7 separate regions of the Mus musculus genome follow, and all the other regions are linked to region 5. Evidence: chromatin contacts called from public HiChIP or PLAC-seq and promoter capture Hi-C data. All regions are on one chromosome and are shown on one strand. Each heading gives the region's core, a stretch centred on a gene start, on an enhancer-like site or on the middle of the called end of the contact. The rest is flanking DNA. Distances are from core to core; before and after follow the strand shown.

What was found. Promoter capture Hi-C pulls out the DNA fragments that hold promoters and counts their contacts. HiChIP or PLAC-seq counts read pairs in DNA pulled down with a chosen protein or histone mark.
Region 1: a contact with region 5 is called in a promoter capture Hi-C map of neural stem cells. The contact joins the enhancer-like site here to the promoter of Cyp51 in region 5. A contact is called at or near these places in 10 of 39 promoter capture datasets (the 3T3-L1 cell line, cranial neural crest, frontonasal cranial neural crest and 5 more), 1 of 484 Hi-C or Micro-C datasets (embryonic fibroblasts) and 9 of 115 datasets of contacts at active chromatin or transcription factors (astrocytes, bone marrow-derived macrophages, embryonic forebrain and 6 more).
Region 2: a contact with region 5 is called in a promoter capture Hi-C map of second pharyngeal arch cranial neural crest, with 8 times the contacts expected there. The contact joins the enhancer-like site here to the promoter of Cyp51 in region 5. A contact is called at or near these places in 7 of 39 promoter capture datasets (cranial neural crest, embryonic stem cells, frontonasal cranial neural crest and 4 more), 7 of 115 datasets of contacts at active chromatin or transcription factors (the NIH/3T3 cell line, bone marrow-derived macrophages, embryonic forebrain and 3 more) and 2 of 9 other capture datasets (adipose tissue and embryonic stem cells).
Region 3: a contact with region 5 is called in an H3K4me3 HiChIP or PLAC-seq map of neural tube, with 6 times the contacts expected there. The contact joins the enhancer-like site here to the promoter of Cyp51 in region 5. A contact is called at or near these places in 10 of 39 promoter capture datasets (the 3T3-L1 cell line, cranial neural crest, frontonasal cranial neural crest and 5 more), 1 of 15 datasets of contacts at CTCF or cohesin (the NIH/3T3 cell line), 1 of 484 Hi-C or Micro-C datasets (nephron progenitors), 13 of 115 datasets of contacts at active chromatin or transcription factors (the NIH/3T3 cell line, astrocytes, bone marrow-derived macrophages and 9 more) and 1 of 9 other capture datasets (embryonic trunk).
Region 4: an H3K27ac HiChIP or PLAC-seq map of neural progenitor cells shows a contact between it and region 5, with 16 times the contacts expected there. The contact joins the enhancer-like site here to the promoter of Cyp51 in region 5. A contact is called at or near these places in 13 of 39 promoter capture datasets (the 3T3-L1 cell line, 3T3-L1-derived adipocytes, the HPC-7 cell line and 8 more), 5 of 484 Hi-C or Micro-C datasets (cortical neurons, myocytes, stem cell-derived neural stem cells and 1 more), 19 of 115 datasets of contacts at active chromatin or transcription factors (VIP interneurons, acute myeloid leukemia, bone marrow-derived macrophages and 14 more) and 2 of 9 other capture datasets (adipose tissue and liver).
Region 6: a contact with region 5 is called in a promoter capture Hi-C map of embryonic stem cells, with 2.6 times the contacts expected there. The contact joins the promoter of Cdk6 here to the promoter of Cyp51 in region 5. A contact is called at or near these places in 3 of 39 promoter capture datasets (the C10 cell line, embryonic stem cells and pre-B cells), 10 of 484 Hi-C or Micro-C datasets (B cells, CD4 T cells, CD8 T cells and 2 more), 4 of 115 datasets of contacts at active chromatin or transcription factors (the 230-238 cell line, the SCID.adh cell line, T-cell acute lymphoblastic leukemia and 1 more) and 1 of 9 other capture datasets (liver).
Region 7: a contact with region 5 is called in an H3K4me3 HiChIP or PLAC-seq map of forebrain, with 14 times the contacts expected there. The contact joins the enhancer-like site here to the promoter of Cyp51 in region 5. A contact is called at or near these places in 14 of 39 promoter capture datasets (the 3T3-L1 cell line, 3T3-L1-derived adipocytes, the HPC-7 cell line and 10 more), 1 of 15 datasets of contacts at CTCF or cohesin (the NIH/3T3 cell line), 33 of 484 Hi-C or Micro-C datasets (the AtT-20 cell line, the C2C12 cell line, the HL-1 cell line and 22 more), 28 of 115 datasets of contacts at active chromatin or transcription factors (the NIH/3T3 cell line, SST interneurons, astrocytes and 17 more) and 3 of 9 other capture datasets (adipose tissue, embryonic stem cells and liver).

The regions. Positions count from the first base shown.
Region 1 is chr5:4,819,982-4,822,783 of GRCm38.p6, forward strand. All of the region lies in intron 14 of Cdk14 (cyclin-dependent kinase 14), which reads right to left. Among named protein-coding and RNA genes, the nearest start is that of Fzd1, 63 kb to the left of the region's middle. Within about 2 kb of position 1,415, at least 41 of the 459 cell types and tissues checked have an H3K27ac peak or open chromatin away from gene starts, as enhancers often do. A contact at or near this core is called in embryonic forebrain, hippocampal neurons, neural stem cells and 1 more, where this site is marked.
Region 2 is chr5:4,892,830-4,895,638 of GRCm38.p6, forward strand. Cdk14 (cyclin-dependent kinase 14) reads right to left here. Exons shown (of 15, transcript NM_011074.3): 13 at 1,199-1,338. Among named protein-coding and RNA genes, the nearest start is that of Fzd1, 140 kb to the left of the region's middle. Within about 2 kb of position 1,257, at least 20 of the 459 cell types and tissues checked have an H3K27ac peak or open chromatin away from gene starts, as enhancers often do. A contact at or near this core is called in second pharyngeal arch cranial neural crest, where this site is marked.
Region 3 is chr5:4,868,800-4,871,550 of GRCm38.p6, forward strand. The region is part of intron 14 of Cdk14 (cyclin-dependent kinase 14); the gene reads right to left. Among named protein-coding and RNA genes, the nearest start is that of Fzd1, 110 kb to the left of the region's middle. Within about 2 kb of position 1,317, at least 9 of the 459 cell types and tissues checked have an H3K27ac peak or open chromatin away from gene starts, as enhancers often do. A contact at or near this core is called in neural tube, where this site is marked.
Region 4 is chr5:4,946,923-4,949,622 of GRCm38.p6, forward strand. It overlaps Cdk14 (cyclin-dependent kinase 14), which reads right to left. Exons shown (of 15, transcript NM_011074.3): 11 at 2,610-2,673. Among named protein-coding and RNA genes, the nearest start is that of Fzd1, 190 kb to the left of the region's middle. Within about 2 kb of position 1,304, at least 31 of the 459 cell types and tissues checked have an H3K27ac peak or open chromatin away from gene starts, as enhancers often do. A contact at or near this core is called in cortical neurons, neural progenitor cells and neural stem cells, where this site is marked.
Region 5 is chr5:4,103,256-4,105,979 of GRCm38.p6, forward strand. Cyp51 (cytochrome P450, family 51) reads right to left here and starts at 1,442. Exons shown (of 10, transcript NM_020010.2): 1 at 879-1,442. The coding sequence starts at 1,052.
Region 6 is chr5:3,342,502-3,345,259 of GRCm38.p6, forward strand. It overlaps Cdk6 (cyclin-dependent kinase 6), which reads left to right and starts at 1,392. Exons shown (of 8, transcript NM_009873.3): 1 at 1,392-1,470; 2 at 1,618-2,098. The coding sequence starts at 1,866. Gm36470 (predicted gene, 36470) reads right to left here and starts at 1,058. Exons shown (of 4, transcript NR_168898.1): 1 at 797-1,058.
Region 7 is chr5:4,915,499-4,918,438 of GRCm38.p6, forward strand. All of the region lies in intron 12 of Cdk14 (cyclin-dependent kinase 14), which reads right to left. Among named protein-coding and RNA genes, the nearest start is that of Fzd1, 160 kb to the left of the region's middle. Within about 2 kb of position 1,598, at least 31 of the 459 cell types and tissues checked have an H3K27ac peak or open chromatin away from gene starts, as enhancers often do. A contact at or near this core is called in cerebellum, cerebral cortex, cortical neurons and 2 more, where this site is marked.

The DNA.
Region 1 (2,802 bases), core at 165-2,664, 720 kb after region 5:
GATCCCCTAGTCAAAATGGGATGTGTAAGCATTACTCCACAACTGCTGACACAATGGAGAAGAATTTTGAGTCAGAAGGCAACTCCAGAGGATGAAGAGATAGCACAGAAGATAAAATGCTTGCTGTGCAAGTACTAGGCCTGGATTTGAGATCTTACTGAGCAGCTGAAACTGGCAAGCTCTGGGTTCAATGTGAGGCCCTGCCTCAGTTAAAGTAAAGTGGAGAGCAACTTATGATAACATCTGCATGTGCAGACATCTGTGTACCCACACATGTGTACACATGTGAACACATATACACACTCAGGGATGCCACACATACACATAAAAAATAGCAAGGAGGGGGCTGAAGAGATGGCTCAGTGGTTAAGAGCCCCAACTCCTCTTATGAAGGTCCTGAGTTCAAATCCCAGCAACCACATGGTGGCTCACTAGAAAATCTGACGCCTTCTTCTGGTGCATCTGAAGACAACTACAGTGTACTTATGTATTATAATAATTAAATCCTTGGGCTCGAGTGAGCGGGGCCAACTGGAGCAAGCCTACAAATTCAATTCCCAACAATTACATGAAGGCTCACAACCGTCTTTACAGCTACAGTGTACTCATATGCATTAAATAAGTCTAAAAAAAAAAAAAAAAAAAAAAAAAAAACAAGGAAAGAAAGAAAGGTAACTCCAAACGCAACATGTAGACAAGGGGAAAGGGTTCACTTTGCCCAGCCAATGACCCAGAAGCAGCAAGTGGCTGATGTTGGTGTTGGAGGAGGGTGTTCACACGTCAGCTTGTGGATGCACATGGAGGCAAGAAAGCTGAGAGGCTGACCAGGGTGGCTGAGTAGAAGCTCTTAAAGGAGTTAGACTTTATGCTATGTGTAGTGAAACAGTGCTTTGAGCAGGAAAGTCTTATGACCCAACCCAGGGAAAGACGTGTGCACCTCACAGTTCTGAATTCTTGAGGTCCTGCCACAAGCGTAGTAAGCAACCCATGTCCTCTTTAAGCTACCATAAAATCAGGGACTTCAGCTGCTTCTTCCAGCGACTACTGCAATTGCTAAGTACTGGGTTTCATAACACTAAATGCTGAAATGTTTTATTTTACCCATGAGGAGTATTCAGCGTGAGGGATGAATGAAGACATAGAAATTAAGCTCCCTTCTAAGGACCATAATTTTAAAGACCTAGCCCTGGGGACAATTTGGAGAATTTCATGCCCCGAGAAGATGTATTAGGTGCTTGGTAAATAGCTTGTTCACTCCCGTCTTTCTATAAAGTCAAAAGGAAGAAATGTAAGAATAACACAATCTTTATTGCTTTGCTATCCTTTATAATTCAGACATGATCAGCTGTCTTTGATTAACACACAACCTCAGACAGACTTTCTAATTGCAGCACTTGGCGTTCTGAAATGCCACCAAACCCTGGAAAGAGCAACTGTACTAAATTAGCAAACATCGCCACTCTGTCACTCTTCTAGGTTCACAAGAAGTTGCAGCTCATTAAAAATGTGGAGCCTGTGATGTCTGACGACTAAGACATTCGCATTAACACAGTTGGTTTCCTCCTGGTGTAAAACAATAGACATGCCAACAACTCAGTGGGTTTAGTGCCAGAGCAAAGAACAGGGGTTGCCGGCCTGGGGTCAGTGTCTCAGTTCCACTAACAACAGAGCTGGAGAATGCAGTGAGGAGCCAGTGAGCTCCAGGCTCGCGGGATTAAGGGCTACTTCATGCTTTTATACTATCCACTGCGGTAGACTGAAACAAAAGCACCAAGAGCATTCAGTGGATGCAGCTTCTACGACGGGAGGCGATGCGGTGCCCCTTCGCCTTGCCCCGCACCAGCACCCCACACAACGCAGCAGGGCAGGAATGTGACATTTTCTCTTTTACACCTGTGAGTGGGGAGCACATCCCAGAGAGATCTTATTTCCTCTTCACACAGATGCTAAAGAACAAAGCCACGTCTTGTCTGGGTTGTGCTGTTTGTTTTCCAGTCTGCTGGCATTAAAACTGCACCCTAAGCACCTATCACGTCTCCTGACTTCCTGTTAAGTCCTTTTCAAAAGCTCTGGCTGTTCTATCCCGGGTGTCATTTGGAATTAAAGAAAAAGAACCTACTTGCTTGGTTGTTTCATGTTATCACAGGGGGAAATCACCCCAGTTCCCTTTAGAAATAATGATTAAACAGACAGCATATTGTATAAAGTCTATTGATTGAAAAGAGGGTACATCCAATGAGCTCTAGTGAGCCAGTTTGGTTTCATTCCTTTGGCGAATTCTGGAGTCAGGTGCCCTGCATGCTGTCACAGAAATGAGTATGGGCCTGAAATACCAGCTCAGAAATACACTTTCATTTTTTAAATACTCACCTCCCATATTTTAGCAGGACAGTCAATAGAATTCTCATAATCAATTTTTTGAGTACCTTTGCCCAAACAAGATATAAAACACATATGTTTTGACTAATATAATAAAGCTAAATTGGTCTCGATCAGAACTTTGTTAGCAAGAGCAATTCTAATAAGGTTGGTTTTTAGGCTCTGGTGTATGTTGGGTAAAATGTGAAGGAGAAAAATGGTGGCCTTTCCCTAGACCTTTCAGTAGACATGGTGTTTGAAGTGAGATAAGGCATTACTATGGGGGGCGGGGGTGTTCTCTGAGCAACCAGACAAAGAAATTGAGATTGCTTCAGAAACAACAGAAAGCATGCCTTTATATTAGAAGAACCTTCAATGAAATTGCACAAATACTACTGACCCTGACAAAAGAGACAACTGTGAGCACTCTCTGGAGGGCTGTTA
Region 2 (2,809 bases), core at 7-2,506, 790 kb after region 5:
AGTGTGAGATAGAAAAAGAAAAGTTAGGTTAAGAAGACTCAGGGGAGTTGTTACTTAGGATTTGGATCCAAAGAAAGGGTGGCTGACTGTTGCTATGGAGAATCCAATGCTGCAGGGGAGTCATAAATTCCAGAGACAAAGGAAGTAACTTCCTGTCTACTATAAGTGATGTATGCATAAGAATTAATAAATGCCTTATAAATATTTATCTATCTATGCCGTATGCTATTTTTAAGGCAATCAGGAAATATGAAATATCTCTAACGGGTCTTTGGAACATATCACCACTGAATAAAAATATTCCTACTGCTGCCACAATGTTTTTCAAAATTTCACAAGAATTCTGCTTCACACTTGGGAAGAAAGCTGAGATCCTCCCAGCCATAAATCCTTCCCCAAATACTTTAAATGTAATTGAAAAAGCCTGTGTAAATATGAGTACTTTTGTAAAAACAAAACAAAAACCCACCCAGGAATGTGTTTTGTTTTAAAAAGATCTAGAGAAGAGCTGTCTGTACAAATACCAAGAACATGTGTAGCTAAAATGAATTCCATGTCTTCAGCTCTTACATGTCAATTCAGTGTATTTGCCAATTGCCAGTTCGGGTCCTCAGTTCACTGCCTAGCAGTGCTTTTGAAGGTTATTGTTACAACCAAGATGGTCTCTGAAAATCAAACAGAAATGAATCATTTTTCCTCTGTGTACTGCAGCCAGTTAAAATAGTACTGTATGCAGAAAGCACTAAATATGTAAATCATATTTTCCTTTATGACTGCTCAGATCATTTTTTTGGACACACACATAATCAAATACAAAGACGCGCAGCTGCCGACTGCAGAGGAGAGATAGCAAAAAATGAATCCATTTTCTTTCTGTGTCTGGTAAGCTAGCAATTGAATGGCAGGACTCCAATAAATATATATACACACAATTCCCCTTCTGGCTTGAGCGATTGAATCCTCTCTCTCTCTCTCTCTCTCTCTCTCTCTCCTCTCTTTTCCTCTCTCTCTCTTCCTCTCTCTCTCTCTCTCTCTCTCTCTCTCTCATCTCTCTCTCACACACACACCCACCCACACAGAATGCATACACACAAACACACAACCTTATGTTTATGCAACATGAATGAGCCCATCTATCTACATGCATACTACACATTGATGACCAAGGGCTCCGATTGGATGCTGGAGTCCTACTCACTATCAGTCAGCTCCCATAGCCGTGGAGGCAGATCGCTGAAATACTCATGGCTCAAGGCGGCCTGTGCTGATAGCCTGTTCTTTGGGGAACACTGGAGAAGCTTGGAGGCCAAGTCTTCAGCATGATTTACATAGCTGAGCCTGAAAACAAGCAAAAACAGAGAAAACATCAGACCGAAGGAGACAGTCACTAAGTACGACTTAAGGCTCATGCCACATCTTATGTACTTCAGTTTATGTCTGGCCAGGGAAACAACTTAAATTACCTGCTGAAATAAACAAACTGAAGGCACATGCACCCTTCCACTGTGTGTTATCCTAAAATGTCCTTTTCTCTAGATATGCTAAGGATTGTTGACTTAAAATATTTTGACTGTAAGCAAAGTACTGATTATTTCAGAATGGATGAAAGTAAGTTCAGAAGTAGAAAATTATAGATGACAGTTTATCAAATAGTTGCCAGCATTCATTCATGGACTCTTTGTATGGCATACACATATGGATGCATTTATAGGAAATTAATACCGAATAACTAGGGGAATTAAAATAGAGCTGTTATTAAGTTATTAAATTCTCCGGTTACTAAAATTACTTTCCCTCAAAGAATTTATATTTTCTTGCCTTAAATAATAATAAAATAAAAATACCGAAGCAACTGTCCTGCCAAATGCCAGCCATTCTGATACCGGCATCCAGGTTAACAAACAGATATGCTTAAATGATACGGGGCTCAATCAATTCAAGATGACCTTTAAAACAACAGTAGATAGAGGGTATGTGTCGCAAGATTATAGGAGAAACGGATAGAAGCAAACCCTTTGATGTGGTATCAGCTTTCCATTGGGTGGCAGCCATGCCTGGTCTTCCCAGTTTTGCTTTTCATGGAAACTATTCCGCTGGTCAGAGCAATCAGACATGGAAAATTAACACAACACTGATGAATGGCACCCCCTCTATAAGAGTCCAACCAGGGAATTACCCCCATTTGGTGGTATAGAAAATAGGTAGGGAATGGCAGTGGAATGCTCATTGAGGCAATCCATGTTCTCCAAAGGCGTTTACCCACACATCTCTGTTTCTGCAAGCAGTGTTAACTCTACCAACTCCCAGAGGCAGCCAGACAGGGCTGGGGCTTGGGGCCAAGCTGCTCCGCCAGTAATTTCAAAAGCCTTGAAGGTGCTAAGCACACCATTAGCCTCAGCCTCCAACTCCACACTCTCACATTTTTGTAGTGGGAAGGGAAGGCTTCTAGGAGGGGGCTGTGGAAGGGGAAAGGAGCCGATGCACTCAGGCAGACACAAAAGTGGAGCTTTACATCTTCCCATCACAAGGTGTCATGAATGGATGGATCCATTGCTGCAATGGATGTTTGCTTCACTTGTCTCTTTCATTTACAGACAGATCCCAGGACTGGCTTTAAGTGTCTTTGTCTAAGAGACATCTGTCCACAGGAAAAGGAGTCGTTTTCAAAGCCCTTCTTCTCTCCCTTACAGAGGGGTCTAGGTCACCAACACTATCCCTTCCTGTCTCAAGACCTCTCATGCTTACAAATTTGTCATTAACAGCTCTAAAACTCAAGTTTGAAATAGACAGACTTCACAGTAAAGGCATA
Region 3 (2,751 bases), core at 67-2,566, 770 kb after region 5:
AGGGAAATGCAAAGCAGGAGACAAATGAGCCACTTCCAGCAAAAAGGGCTCACTAAGATCAGACACAGCATCCCACCATAACCCAAACTGACATAGTTAGCAAAGTTGCAAGCACTGATTCACCCTCCCACTTACAACTTCAGAAAGCTCCCACTGGCCACTGCCAATGTCTTACCTCCTGGCCTCACCTAAGATGCTTTGCACAAGCCTCAGAACAGCAGCAGAAGCTGCTAGCCAGGGTCTTCCTGATAAAAGGTACCTGGGTTCCCTGCCACCGAGTCCATAGCTTCGCTCCTAGAAGCTGGCTTCTGTGAATCTCTTCACATGTCACCAGTTCTGCCTCGAGTGTGGAAGTCAGACAGACATTTTCTTTTCTCACAGATACAGAAACAGTCTCATGATTTTCAGTTTTTGTTCCTATATGATCTTCCAAGAACGTTTAAAGTGAATCCAAGTCTAGCCCAAAGATAAATGACTACAAAAAGAAACTGATAAAACAATAGCTTTTGTAAAGACTCAAGCTACATTTGGTGCTATAAAACAAAGCATCTATTTTTTCTGACTTCCAGTGTAAAGTTTTATTGTCTATCCTACTTGATCAGTTACAAGTTCAGTTTATATATTGTAAACTTTACAAGCACACCCACATGTATGCATGCAAAGGAAGATACTGGATTTTTTTTTTTTTTTTACTTATTCTTTAAGCTCTGTGTGGAAAATCATTAATTTAAAAGGCAATCACAGCTGCTCATACTACCCCTGCAAACGAATACACTGGCTGAAAAAAAAAAGCTCAGAATATTATCAGAATACTATGTTTTTAGTACATATTTTCCTGTGGACGCTTGGTCTGGGAAGGTACCTCAGATACAGACACCTCATTCCGCATGTGTAGATGGAGACACTTAACACATACCTCCAGTAAAGAACAGACCACTGGATCCCACACAGCACAGCCTAGCTTCAAAAGGAAGACAGCATTCGGAAACCTGGATGTGGGCTCAAGCCACAGGCCCATTGCACCAGATGAAAGACAAGGTGGGCTGCCTATAGGGAAAACTGCATTGCAGAGCGGCTCAGACTGTTGGCCCAGGCTGGATGTGAACCCCACAAGTTCAGCAGATACCATAAGGAAACAAATGACCCACGCTAATCAAAAACTGCTTTTTTATCTGTCACATAGTTTAAGGAGGGGAACATGTTTTTGGCAAATGAGCTGAGACTTCTTTATGCTGGCAAGGAAAGACTTAAGTGTGGGTTGGTTTTGCCTTGTTTGTGGGCAGTGGAGAGGTGACAGGTCTGGGGTCTGGCCCATTCAGTCTTCCGGGCTTCAGAGTACTCTGCATAAGAACAAAGGGGGCTTGGGTTCAGGCGGCAACTGGAGCCATTTTCACCACACAAATTTCCTTCTTTTGTGCTGGCAGAAGAGGATACTTTGAGGCCTTTGGGTTTAGAGGGTCTTCAAACAGACAATAGTGTGCAAACAGCCCTCAAGAACATAAACTTCACGGAACAACCCCAAGGCTGAGCCCACGGCTTTGAGAAAGGCCTCTTCTGCTGATTTACCCCTGCTCTTCAACCTGAACAAAGCCCAAACCACAATACTAAAATCTCCTTTCTTTGGATTAAACTTCCTTTGCAGGGAAAGTATGCAAATGCTACACAGGCCCCCTGTTTGAGGCTGTTCTTACTGAGATAGCTTTTCTCTGCCTAACTCCCCCAGCTGACCCTCCACTGCCCAACAGGAGATCAGCCCTCCAACTCAGCATCTTTCAAACCTCTGACAGGCAGATCCCTGGCATGCCACAGCCTCTAGAAGAGGCTCATTTGGTCCTAGTTAACTATTCCATGCATAAATCCTGAGGTGTATGGGCCTTGTGCTAGGAGCTAAGGAGTGCAGCATTCATCACACCTCTCATTTCAACCTACGCCCCTGAGCAGCCTCTTCCCGCCAACTGTACACACCCTCTCACCCCTTGCGCCCACCCCATTTTCTTTTTCTGCTCCTCCTTGGGAACATTGTAAATGAAAAGGTGGAATGAAGTGGGAAACCGGAAACTATAGGAAAACAGGCAGTTCAAAGGTAGACATACTGAACACTGGGACGACCTGTAGAAAATCACAAAGAAGGTAAAAGGGAGTTTAAAGTGACACAAAGTAGTGTTGTTGGCAGAAATACAGAAGCATATAGCACACCCAAAATACACACAAACACACACGAATGCACACATACTCAACATACTCATGCATACACACAGAGAGAGAGAGAGAGAGAGAGAGAGAGAGAGAGAGAGAGAGGGAGAGGGAGAGGGAGAGGGAGAGAGAGAGAGAGAGAGAGAGAGAGAGAGAGAGAGAGAGAGAGATACGCACATCATGACTATATTTATGTAAAAGAGCCATGTAAGAAGCCTGTGTTAGATTGCTGGGTAAAGATTCCTACAAATTCATTTCCTTAATGTTGATTCTTCTCAAAATTAACTCTCAATCTCTATTACAAATAACTGGTAAAATCAAAAGACAATGACTTCGTGCCTCTTTAACATTCAGACAAGACAGAAATTAGTTCATAAATCTAAATTTCTGGCCACTTGCTAAGTTTCAGGTCCTGGCAAGTAGGTGGTTGTCCATTTAAGACTGTTCATGTTCTTGTAGGCAGACCAACTCCACCACCATCAGGAGACATTTAAGATGAGGTTGGGTGATACAAATATTATTTACTTGAAAGACTTTCCATCAGCCAAAATCTATTTA
Region 4 (2,700 bases), core at 54-2,553, 840 kb after region 5:
CATTGTTCAAAATGAATAAATTTATTCTGTTAAAGAGTCAAGGAGATGTCTCAGTGGGTAGAGCCGCTTGCCATCAAGGCTGATGACTGGAGTTCAATCCCTAAAACCCATATGGTGGAAAGAAAGAACTAATATATGCAAGTTAGCACACACACACACACATGCACACAATTTCTTTTTTAATTAAAGAAAGTATGCTCTTGTAGCTTTCCTCCCCTTTTAGAATCTCTGCAGCTCTCTTTGGGGATAGAATATAAAGGTGAGGAGCAGGGTGCGACAGGGGACCCCTAGACTGCTAGTGTCCTTTCCCTTGTGTTTTCTTCCCTTGGAGTATAAAGGCTGTGAAGTCTGAGACTAAGACTCCCTGATGGTCTGGCTGGGCTGTGTAAAAGGGATCAGTCTCCTCTCAGTTTATCATCATGTCTCTGTTATTGGAGCCTTACCCCATCCCGACGTGCTATTCTTCTGGACACCCAATATAATGCCTGCCGTGTCTGCTGCACCACTCACACAGCATTTAACATATCTATTCTCATTTATACATTTCTACCAGAGGAGTGTAAGCAGTCAGTGTAACTCAGAGCACCACTAATTTCTGAATGTTAGGTATGTACAGTGTATACATAGTTCTCCAGCTCCTGGGGCTTGCAATCTGCTAAGTTAATCTGTCTTATACTTTCTGGAAACCATTAAGTACTTCCCTGTGTATGGATGAAGATAAGCTCTATGAACACAGAAATAGAGAAATTGTTTCATATTTTCTAGTCTAGGCATTTGGTAGGTGAAATGACTATCTTACTTGGCCCTTTATGTATATGACTTTATTCATTTAAAACATTATTTGCTTGTTTATCTTGGTAAATGCTAGGACATTATTCTGCCAGTGAGCTAAACTCTGGCTTCTCAGGCTCCTCTATTTTGTGTCTTGGAATCCTAAAATTCCATATCCTAACAAGATTGCTAGCCTGAAAGGCCCACGGTGCTTACAAGAGCCATCTTCTCCCCTTAAAGCTCCACCAGGAATAAGCACACTGACTACACGATGCTTCTTGCTTAATTAAAAAAGAAAGATCTATTATAATAAATTGCCATGTTTCTAGACTTTTTCCGAACATAGAACTCATTTATAATTTTCAGTAAAAGTACAAAGAGCCTTGGGGCTTCTGAAGAAGATAAAAGGATTCTCATCACACTGTACACTTTCAGAAGGAGAATAATGAAGAATAAAAACAGTTCCCAACTCAGTCATTCTTTGGAATTGGTAATTTATTCCTGGAGTCTCCACAGAGGAGACGCAGAAGACACTTGGCTTCCCTCAGTGAATGACTCACGGCTCTGCCTCTGAGAGGGCAGTGGCTACCAGACCCTCCTTGAAATTCCTCTGGAAACTCCATGGTCAATCTACATTTCATGTATTATGTTTTGTGACTCAAAAAGGAACACAACAGGAGAATTATTTTTCCTGGTTTTATTCAATTTCTGACTGCAAATCTTTTATATCTTCAATAAAAATTAAGCTGTTCAGATTTTCAAGTTTCATGACTGCCATCTACTGGTGAGTGAGGAGGTGACAACTTATTTTTGAAATAGGACATCCTCAAAGGCCTCCAGTTTTACACTTAAATATATTGCATTGAAATACAAGATGCTACACAGTCAGAGAATTGGGAGAATTTTTACCATTGAACTCAAATCATTTGGCCATATATTATTTGCATAATTGAAGAAAGGAAAATTTGTTTTCTTTTTTATAATTTATTACATTTTATAAGTATTATAAAAAGTAGTGGTATGTATGAGTTGTCTTCCAATTTAAATTTTGCTCCTGTGTAGGGTGTGTGTGTGCGGGGAGTGTGTGGGTGTGTGGTGATTTCATTGATACTGGGTCTCTTCTTCAATTTCTCTTCATCTTATTTTTTGAGACAGAGTCTCTCACTGAATCTGGAGCTCACAGATTTAGATAGATTTAACCAATCAGCAGGTTCCTGGGGACCTGCCTTTCTTTCTTTAACTAGGATTAGGACTACAGGTCCCATCATGCCCAGCGTCTTTCATGGATGCCAAGAATTTGAACACAGGTCCTTATACTAATGCAGCAAATGCTTTACCATTGTTTTGCCATCTCTCTAGATAAATTTTTCTTTTATAACCAGGGGGGCATGTCTAACTGATAATGAAATTATTAGAGAATACAAGCTCATCTAGACCAGTGGTTCTCAACCTTCCTAATGATGTGACTCTTTGATAATGTCCCTCATATTGTGGTGACCCACAACTATAAAATTATTTTCCTTGCTACTTCCTGGCTGTAATTTTGCTACTGTTATGAATTGTAATGTAAATATTTTTGGAGCTAGAGGTTTGCTAAAGGTGGTCTCGACCCCCAGGTTGAGACCCACTGATCTTGGGAAATCAAACATAGTTCATGAGGCGAAATTCTCTCATGGTAGAGGGGCAGTGAACTTTTTCTATTTTAAGGAATTGTGCAAACACAAGGACAACTCCATTACTGGGATGTTTCAAGGATGCACGTTGCTTGAACATGGCCATTTATATAGTAGCCTTTTACGTACAGGAAGTGCTTAGCATTTACAGTTAATAAAACATACCTGGCTTAAAATGTGGTAAAGAATGAACTCCAGGCCACGTGTCCTCATTCGGTGTTCCAAGAACCTAGTAAAGAACAGGAAATTGTGAAAA
Region 5 (2,724 bases), core at 192-2,691:
AGTTCTACAGCCACCCTGGGATATAATAAATATCTCAGAAATGATGATGATGATAGTGAGCTTTTGAAATGTATCTAATGAAAGTAAGAAATAGTAACTGCCTATCGATCCCTTGGGTTCAGAGATTAGTTTTAAAGCAACTTGGTTGGAACTTAACGCTGGGTTAAGTTTTTACATCCCATTGTCAGTTTCGAAGGGATGGTTTTCAAAGCTACCAAATGTTGATTACAAGGGTATTCATGAACTATATTTGGAAGGCTTGAAATTAGTGGTTTGGTGTAGCGCTAAACTAGAGAAACAGTATTTTAACAGCATCACAGGAAAGCGCTTCCCACACTCTCAAGTCACTTATGAACTGTCTGCAATTTCCCTGACACTGCTATTAATCATCGTTATGCCCAATAGCCCACAGTATACTAAACACACAGGGCAGTATCAAGAGTGATGGCCACCGGGGATGCAGCTACCCTTAACTTGCCATCAAGGCCCTCACAAAGAGCCCAAACACCTCTGACAACCAACAGTAAAGTCAGTACAGTGCTCTGCACTTAAGAGTCATGGATGGCCAAGGCAATCAGACCAGCCAAATCCATCCAGCAAGGCCTCCAGTCTGCACATCCATCACTGACTACAAACGCTGCAAAGTAGGATCCTAGCCAGAAGTTCAAAGCCGCTATCACAGCAGAAACGGCGACGGCCAGCACAGCCCCCGAGTTCAGGTTCCAGCAAGGAGACCAGAAAGACCACCACAACAGCAAAGATCAGGCACGGGCGTCTGCAGCCGCCACCCCAGCCTCCCGCGCGCCCGCCACCGCTAGCGCCCCCCGAGCCCGCCCGCTTAGCCGGGGCACAGACTGAGGACCCCGAGGTGCACGTACCGCTCCAGCGGGCAGCTGGACCATGTGGCCCACGGCGAGACGGAACAGGTAGACGAGGCTGAGAGTGAAGGCGCAGGCGATGAGCAGCGTGGAAAGCAAGTTGCCTCCTGTCACCTGCTCCATCGCCTGTCCGAGCACCCAGCCGCCTGACTGCAGCAAGCCCAGAAGTACCATCCCGACCGTCGCTTCGATCCGCCCGGTAGGCTGGGGGCCGAGGTCGCACACCGCTTCTCGGAAAAGATGGAGCAGGAGAAGCCGGCAGATAGAAGTCGGGAGGCGGCCCCGGCCTGATGGCTTAGTCTGGCCCGGGCCCTTCACACGCCCACAGACAGCTCGCGCGCCACCAGGACGTCACAGACGGGGCGGGGCTTCTGGTGGCCACGCCTCCGTCTAGGTGCGGGGATTCTTGCGCCACCGAGGGGACCTGAGGAAGCAGGCTCTACCGTGGCACTTGGACTCGGTGAAGAAAGTGATGGCTGCACAAATGATCGCGCCCCGAGAACCGCAGACCACGAGGTCCCGCGTGCTTAACGAGCACGGCCCCGGCAGCGGGCACGGACGAGCCTGGCGGAGGGATCTCAGGACCAGATTGGTGGCGGACAGCGGCAGAGGCGAAGGCGCTCTGTGATTGCACCACGCGCTGCTGAGGTGATCTCGGCCTATGTGGCGTCAGCAGAGCTGGCGGCCCGGGCACCGCCCCCTCCGTGGGGCGCCCGCCTCTGCGGCTATTCGCGGAGATGTCACCTCTGGGCTTTGTGAGACCAGCCCTTCGTGAGCCCTGCACCACGAATCTTGGAAAAAAAAAAAAAACACTCCTGCAGATGCAACCTGGAGGGTGAGACCATCGGATCACCCGTACAATCTGCTTGACAGGTTGTTCGTGTAGGGCCACATTGCTAGCAAGTGATAGTTGTTTGGTGTGCTGCTGTACCAAGACAAGTCTTTTAAAATAAATACAGGCCATAAAGTAAACTGAGGCAGATGTCCCCAAACTCCTGTTCTGATAGCTGGATCTGAAGCAGGAGTTACCCTGATCTCACTACAAATAAAGCACCTCTGATGACATGTTTCCAAATTAACCCTCCTTCCAGATCTTTGGCAGGTACATTTATTTATTTAACCAGGGTTAAGAGCTAGATTTTTTGCTAAGTTTGGAGATGATTGTGCAGTGATTGGCAAAACTGCAAGCACCTCCAGGAATGAGTAAGATGGTCCAGCCACCGTCTAGATAATTCCACCTAGAGAGCTCACATTTTATCGTAGTCAGTCAGTGAAGCCCACTCATTACCTCTTCCCTAGGGTGACTGCCACCTGCCTATGTAGGAAGTGCCTAGTAGGAAGTCTATATAGGATGGACACTGCTGTATACCAATATCCTCCTGCCTCAGATCAGTCACAAAATCTTGTAACACTCCATTTTTATTGTCACTGCTGTAGGTAAGAGCCTCTTTATTTCTGGCAGTAGTATCTACAACAGGAATTTTGCTCACTCATTTCTAAGCCTGTCTTGTGTGCTACGTCTTGACTTACTGGAGTGACTTCAGGCCATTGTTGAACTTGAAAATTGCTAGGGGAAAGACCAGTTCCACAATTATCCAATTAAAGAAAGCTTTATTTAATACTGGCCAGGAAGATGGACACTGGCCAGGTCCATACCCATGATTCCCAAAGAATGGCCTCAAGCTACATTAGACAGGTGCCTGTAGAGGCCAAGCCCACAAAGCTATGGTGCTTCCAGCCTTAGTCCACTGGGGACAAGCATCCTTCCAGTCAATGCATCTCCTGCCTGTGTATCATCAAGCACCTCCTGTGCAGCTGGTGCAACCAACCTTGTCTACGGAAGTGA
Region 6 (2,758 bases), core at 142-2,641, 760 kb before region 5:
CATTCAGCCAGCGTGGGAAAGCAACAACAACTACGAAAAAGTGGAGGAGGGGAGGGGGCTAGGCACCGCCGCTCCGGTCCGGGGGGTGTAGGCCCGCGGGGGTGGGACGGCTGCCCCCTCCTGGAGCCTAGGCTGGACACCGGCAGAGGGGGAGGGCGGGCGCCAAGGCCGTTGCTCCCGCTACCTGTGTGGCCCTCGACCTGGCTCGGACCCCCGGGTGAGGGCTGGAGGGTCCTTTCCGCAGCTTTTTAGGAAAGCTCTCAAAGGAACGGGGAGTGGCCCTGCCTTGGCCGGGCGGTGCTATGCTGGCATCCAGTGGGGGTCGCTCCATGTGTTCTTTAATACCAGGCAGAAGAGCGTGGTGGTGGGGGGGATGGGTACGGGGCAGGTAAACGCATGCAGACCGTTCCGGACACGCGGCTGTGGTGGAACAAGGTCCAGCCCAGACTAAGGCCGCTGTGGGACGGGAAGGCTCACTCGGTCATCCCTAAACAACAGAACGGGGAGGGGGCGCCCGACCGCGCGCGTGGGACCTAGCCTCTGGCCTTTGGAGAACAGAGCGACTGTCTCAGCTACCGACATTCAGCCGCCCAGGATACCGGGCGGGGATTCGGAAGTCTCGACACAAGGGCAGCCCCTTCTCACACCGGGGAGACCTACGTTTACTGCCCCCTACCCCCACCGTCGTAAGGGCGGTTGCTTTTGCACGGCTTGAAAACTTAAGGACCAGTCCCGATTAGCTAGCAAAGTCCCGAAGTTACTTTTTCAGGACAGGACGAGTGAAAGTGTGACGTACCTTCCTTTCCCACATCCTTCGGATCTTTGTGTTTGTGTATGTGTGAGGTGGGGAGCACGACACTACTCCCCTTCCAGGACCCCTCGCTCTCCCACCTCTAGTAGCCCCAGCCCTCCCCTACCAGATGGTCTGTCCTCGCTGAGTTTCCACCAGGGAGGTCCTCCGAATCGGAGGCAGAATTTCGTCTCCCACTAAGCTTGCCATACCCCAAAGACCATTTGTGAGAGCGAGTCCCTTTCAAATGTCTCCCTGTAGAAAAACTGAAAGTAGAAAAGAAAGGAAGCAATTTCCGAGCAGATGTCTGACCACCCCTACTCGCATACTCGCAGCATCGGGTTACAGGGTTCTAGGAGCCCCAACCCCGTTCTGCGGCCCCACGTGGGTGAACCCCCGGTGCTTTTACGCCAGCTTCCGAACTCCCCCAGGTCGCCCCATACCCTGCACGACCAGGCCCCTGGAGTCAGGGAGGGCAGCGGAGAACAATAATATAGGTATAAATATTGAGCCGTGACATTGACGCGCCCGGCGCCTCCCCTCCCCCGCGCTCCGGGCACACTCTGGGCTGCTCGGCACGCCCCCTCTCGTCCCGCTGCGTCCCGCGCTGCGCTCATCCCCGAGGGGCCCCAGCAACCTCTCCTTCGTGAAGACTGCACGAGCCCTGCTGTGGAAGAAAAGTAACTTGGTTTTTCTCCGAGAAACCCGGCCCGATTAGGCAACCAGTGCGAGTAGAGGGAGGAGGAGAGGAGCTGGTGGAACCCTGTGGAAGTCTCCCGGGCAGTCTGATCACACTTTCTCCTTGTCCTCCGGTCTCCTCCTCCTAGGTGCAGAGATTGTGGGCAGACTATGTAATCGCTGCGGAGGGGGAAGAGGAGGGATCGGCGCTCTCCTGCGGCGGCGGCGCGGCGACTCGGCTAGGCGGAGTTTCGCAGCGGCTGCGCCCGGCTTGCACCCGCGGGCGAGAAGGTCGGTCCGTCTAGCCCGGCGGCCGCGAGTCCGACTCCCCGAGGCGTGTAAGGCAGCGAGTGAGCACCCCGGTTCCACTGTGCCGCACCCGCAGCCTGAAGCCAGCATGGAGAAGGACAGCCTGAGTCGCGCCGATCAGCAGTATGAGTGCGTGGCGGAGATCGGCGAAGGCGCCTATGGGAAGGTGTTCAAGGCCCGCGACCTGAAGAACGGCGGCCGCTTCGTGGCTCTGAAGCGCGTGCGAGTGCAGACCAGTGAGGAGGGCATGCCGCTCTCCACCATCCGCGAGGTGGCGGTGCTGAGGCACCTGGAGACCTTCGAGCACCCCAACGTGGTCAGGTGAGCCGGGAGCCCTGGCTATGGGGTCCGGGAAGGTGCTGGGCAAGGGGCGGCTGGTGGCCCAACTAAAGTTAAGAGTTGAGTTTCCCCAGATAAAACCGGTGACTCTGTTAGACAGGGCAGAAAAAGAGACCTGCGGTGGCTTCCGGGCAGCCAAGCTATTCTGAAGAGCTTTCGCTCTGCGTGCCCCAAGGGTTCCGGGGGGGCGTTGGGTGTCTTTTAGGGACAAAACCAGACAATCCCTCCAGCCCTTACTTAACTTTCCCCGTCGGTGGGGGGATTTTTGAGAGACAGAGTGAGATAGTTATCCAGCTTGCAGATAATTAGAAGGAAACTTTAAGGGTGGAGCATAATGTAAATAAAGTTTAAGAAATGTGTAAGAATGTGTTTGCCAATCAAACCCACAGTGGTGACTTTTTTTTTATAGTTGTAGAATGGTTTCTGATGGTCTTAGAAGTTCAGAAGTTTAGACTCTGACACCTAGTGTTAAACATTGTTTGAAAAATGTCTTTCAAGGCTGGGTACTGGGAACACTGAACCAGGAAGATCCAGAGTTCAAGACCCTCCTGAGCTACAAAAGACCCTGTCTGAGAAAAGAAAGGGAGGGAGAGTGGGTGGTAGGGTGGAGGGCGATTGCTTCTCAAAGGGTTTTCTGATTGT
Region 7 (2,940 bases), core at 348-2,847, 810 kb after region 5:
AAACATCAGTGTTTCTGTGTATGCGTGATATTATAAAAAGTGGCAATTTTCAGCACTCTAAATCTTAAATGTGAATATATGTATACAGAGGGTGCGGTGAGAGGGACCTGCATTCAATTTAGGAGGTTTATTTGGAAAATAGAGCCCTCTTCTATAGCATTTCCTCTGTGGCGAGCAGGAAGCTGGCGTCTGCCATATTTTCTGAGCGTAGTGAAGGAAGATCAAGGGGATTAGAACAACAGCAGAGAGGTGAATCCTTCAGGGAGCTCAGCAAGGGGAGAGAGCTGTGAGTCTAACCCCTGCCAGTTCCCAACAGAGGACAGAGACAGAGAACACACGGAGGAGAAAGCAAGAGATACCGGCAAGAGGCAGAGCCGCTCAGGAGGGAACGGCATGGCGCCTGCAGTCGGAAGAGGTGGGAGAGGTGGGAGAGGGTTGTCTTCTCCATTCTCTTTGATACTCTTCCTCTGCAGACTTATTATACTCAAGAGCTACAGCCTTCTCAGAGTGTTTATCAGTATAGACATTTTATATATATGCACACACGCTCTACATTTATAAATATACAATATAAGTATATACTTGGTAATACTATATATGTATATATATGTATATATAGTGTATATATAGTATATTGGCTTACACACACACACACACACACACACACACACACACACGTATACCAAGGAAGATCTCCAGACATCTAGGTGTAAAATGCAATGTCTCTTAGACATTATGCCCATGCTTGTATAAGCCTGGTATACATTCGATAAGCAAATACTTCACATATGGATTTACAACTGTGTTACTGAATATGGTCGCCACTAGCTACATGTGACTCTTTACATATCAGTCAAGCAAATTCAAATTGAGTTGAAGTTGAGCTCTCCATGCAGACAATCTAGTGGCTCCCACAGTGGGTACTGCTGATGTCTGTATTAGAAATGTCAAGCCAAACTTTCAGTTATTACCAGGCTTCCTGAGCATAATCTCTTCTAAAACTCTGTGCTAAGAACAGACAGTGATTCCTCCCTCATGCATAATTTTGAGCATATCTTCTCTGAAGCAGGCAAAGTGGATTATATCTGAGCTAGCGCGGGCTGGGCTTGCTCTGCCTCACCCACGGCTCATGACTACATAGGGAATCCTTTACCGCCATGTAAACAGAATGGCTTCCTATGATGCCCTGTTTATTACTCATTGCCTCAAGGCTGTCAATATGTTACTTTCCACGGTGGCTGGACTTTACCACTGACCAAGGCTACTCACGCTGGAACACAGAGAGAAACCTAGTCTGCATGTGACTCTGCCTTCTGTGCTGCAGACATTCAGAGTGCTGCCTCCCAGAAGGGTGGGATCACAATTTTAGACAACATTCTTAGTCCATTGGTACCTTGGTCAAAGAATGCAATTGCCACTTCATGCTGGCAGAAGCAGAGCAGCCCTGCTGGAATCTGCTCAGGACACAGCTCAGGAAAGGCCTCTCCTGGCAGCCTACCTGCCCCCGGGAGCTCTGGGAGCTTCAGACACTACTGCTGGGTGCTCGTCCTTAATGAGCTGCCCAGCAGAAGGACGGCATTAACCACACCAGAAGCCAGTGTACTTTTGGATGAAGAGGCCAAAATGTAATCCAAAGGATGAAAAACAATGACTGTTGCCAACTCCCAAGCCTGGCACAAACTGCCAATTAGCAAGAGAGAAGATAGCTATTTCCTGTCCATCAGAAGAACAAAACCTGTCACCTGACATACAGCCAACGGCATGGGGCCTGCCCTCAACCACCCCCAGGAACCGTTAATGACAATGGGTTTTTGCTACCCCCCAAAAGGGGAGAAGAAATCTGGCTATGACACAAAATAAAATCAGGGTCTAAGTCCCTCAGGGCAGTGAGAGCCCGCAGAGGAGCTAAGAAGGCTGACTTGCAGGAAGTGAGTGGGTGACTGGCAGAGCCATCCCCTTGTACTTAGCTGTGAATCCAACTTTCCTCCTACAACAGGAAAGTCCCCAGTAATGCTCAAGGAAGGCGTGAGCTGGAAGACTGTGCTCAGAATCCTGAAACATCTTCTTCTTCCATCGAGGACTGTAACCAGGTTTCCACTCTGTCCTGCTCTCTGCTGCATGAAAGCCCAGGCTGAGAAGGATGTCAAATTTGAAAGAGATCTTTCTACCCAAAGATGTGATAAGAACAAATAAAACCTGGCTATTTCTAAGTATACCACAATTGGACTCCTTTCACAGGACTCACAGGGGGATATTTCCCAAGCCATAATTTTTCAATTGCATTGATCACTCGCCTCTCACCCTGTTTTCATATTGCTATTACTGATCAGTAATTGGAAAACCCTTCAGCTAGTTCTCTTTATCACAGAACTGGCCCCAACCGTATGTTTTCACACAATCCAATTCTATCTGGGTTTGGGCGTTCTAGGACACGGTCCAGGGCCCACACAGTATCTCTCACTATTTGATCATCTCCCATTTCTTCTCAGCACTCCCTGTTTGCAAACTCCTAGGGACTTCCCTGGATGTGCCTGGTGCGCAGCCACACAACGCTTTGAGGACCCAAACTAATGAGTCATTATTATGAAGACGAATGTCCCCAGGAGCTGCTTCAGTGGTGTTTGAACAAGCAGGGGAGCTCTGGGGCCTTGAAGCCATACCACTCATGTGTGTCCAAGACCAAATATGACAGCTGTTTGCTTACAGGTTGAAAATGACATTTTCGAGAGAACAGAATGTGGTGAGAAACTAGACTGGCTCTACACATCCTTCTATTGCTGCACTGAAATCTGCACAAACAGGCAGCTGGTAATTGCAGCCATCCTCAAATTGTGAGAGGATATGATTCCAAAATGTCAGCTTTAGAGCTGACCACCCCATACTCCCTTACCTCAAAGCCAATCAATGATGCAGAGAATAATTTTCTTCGAAATATTATGA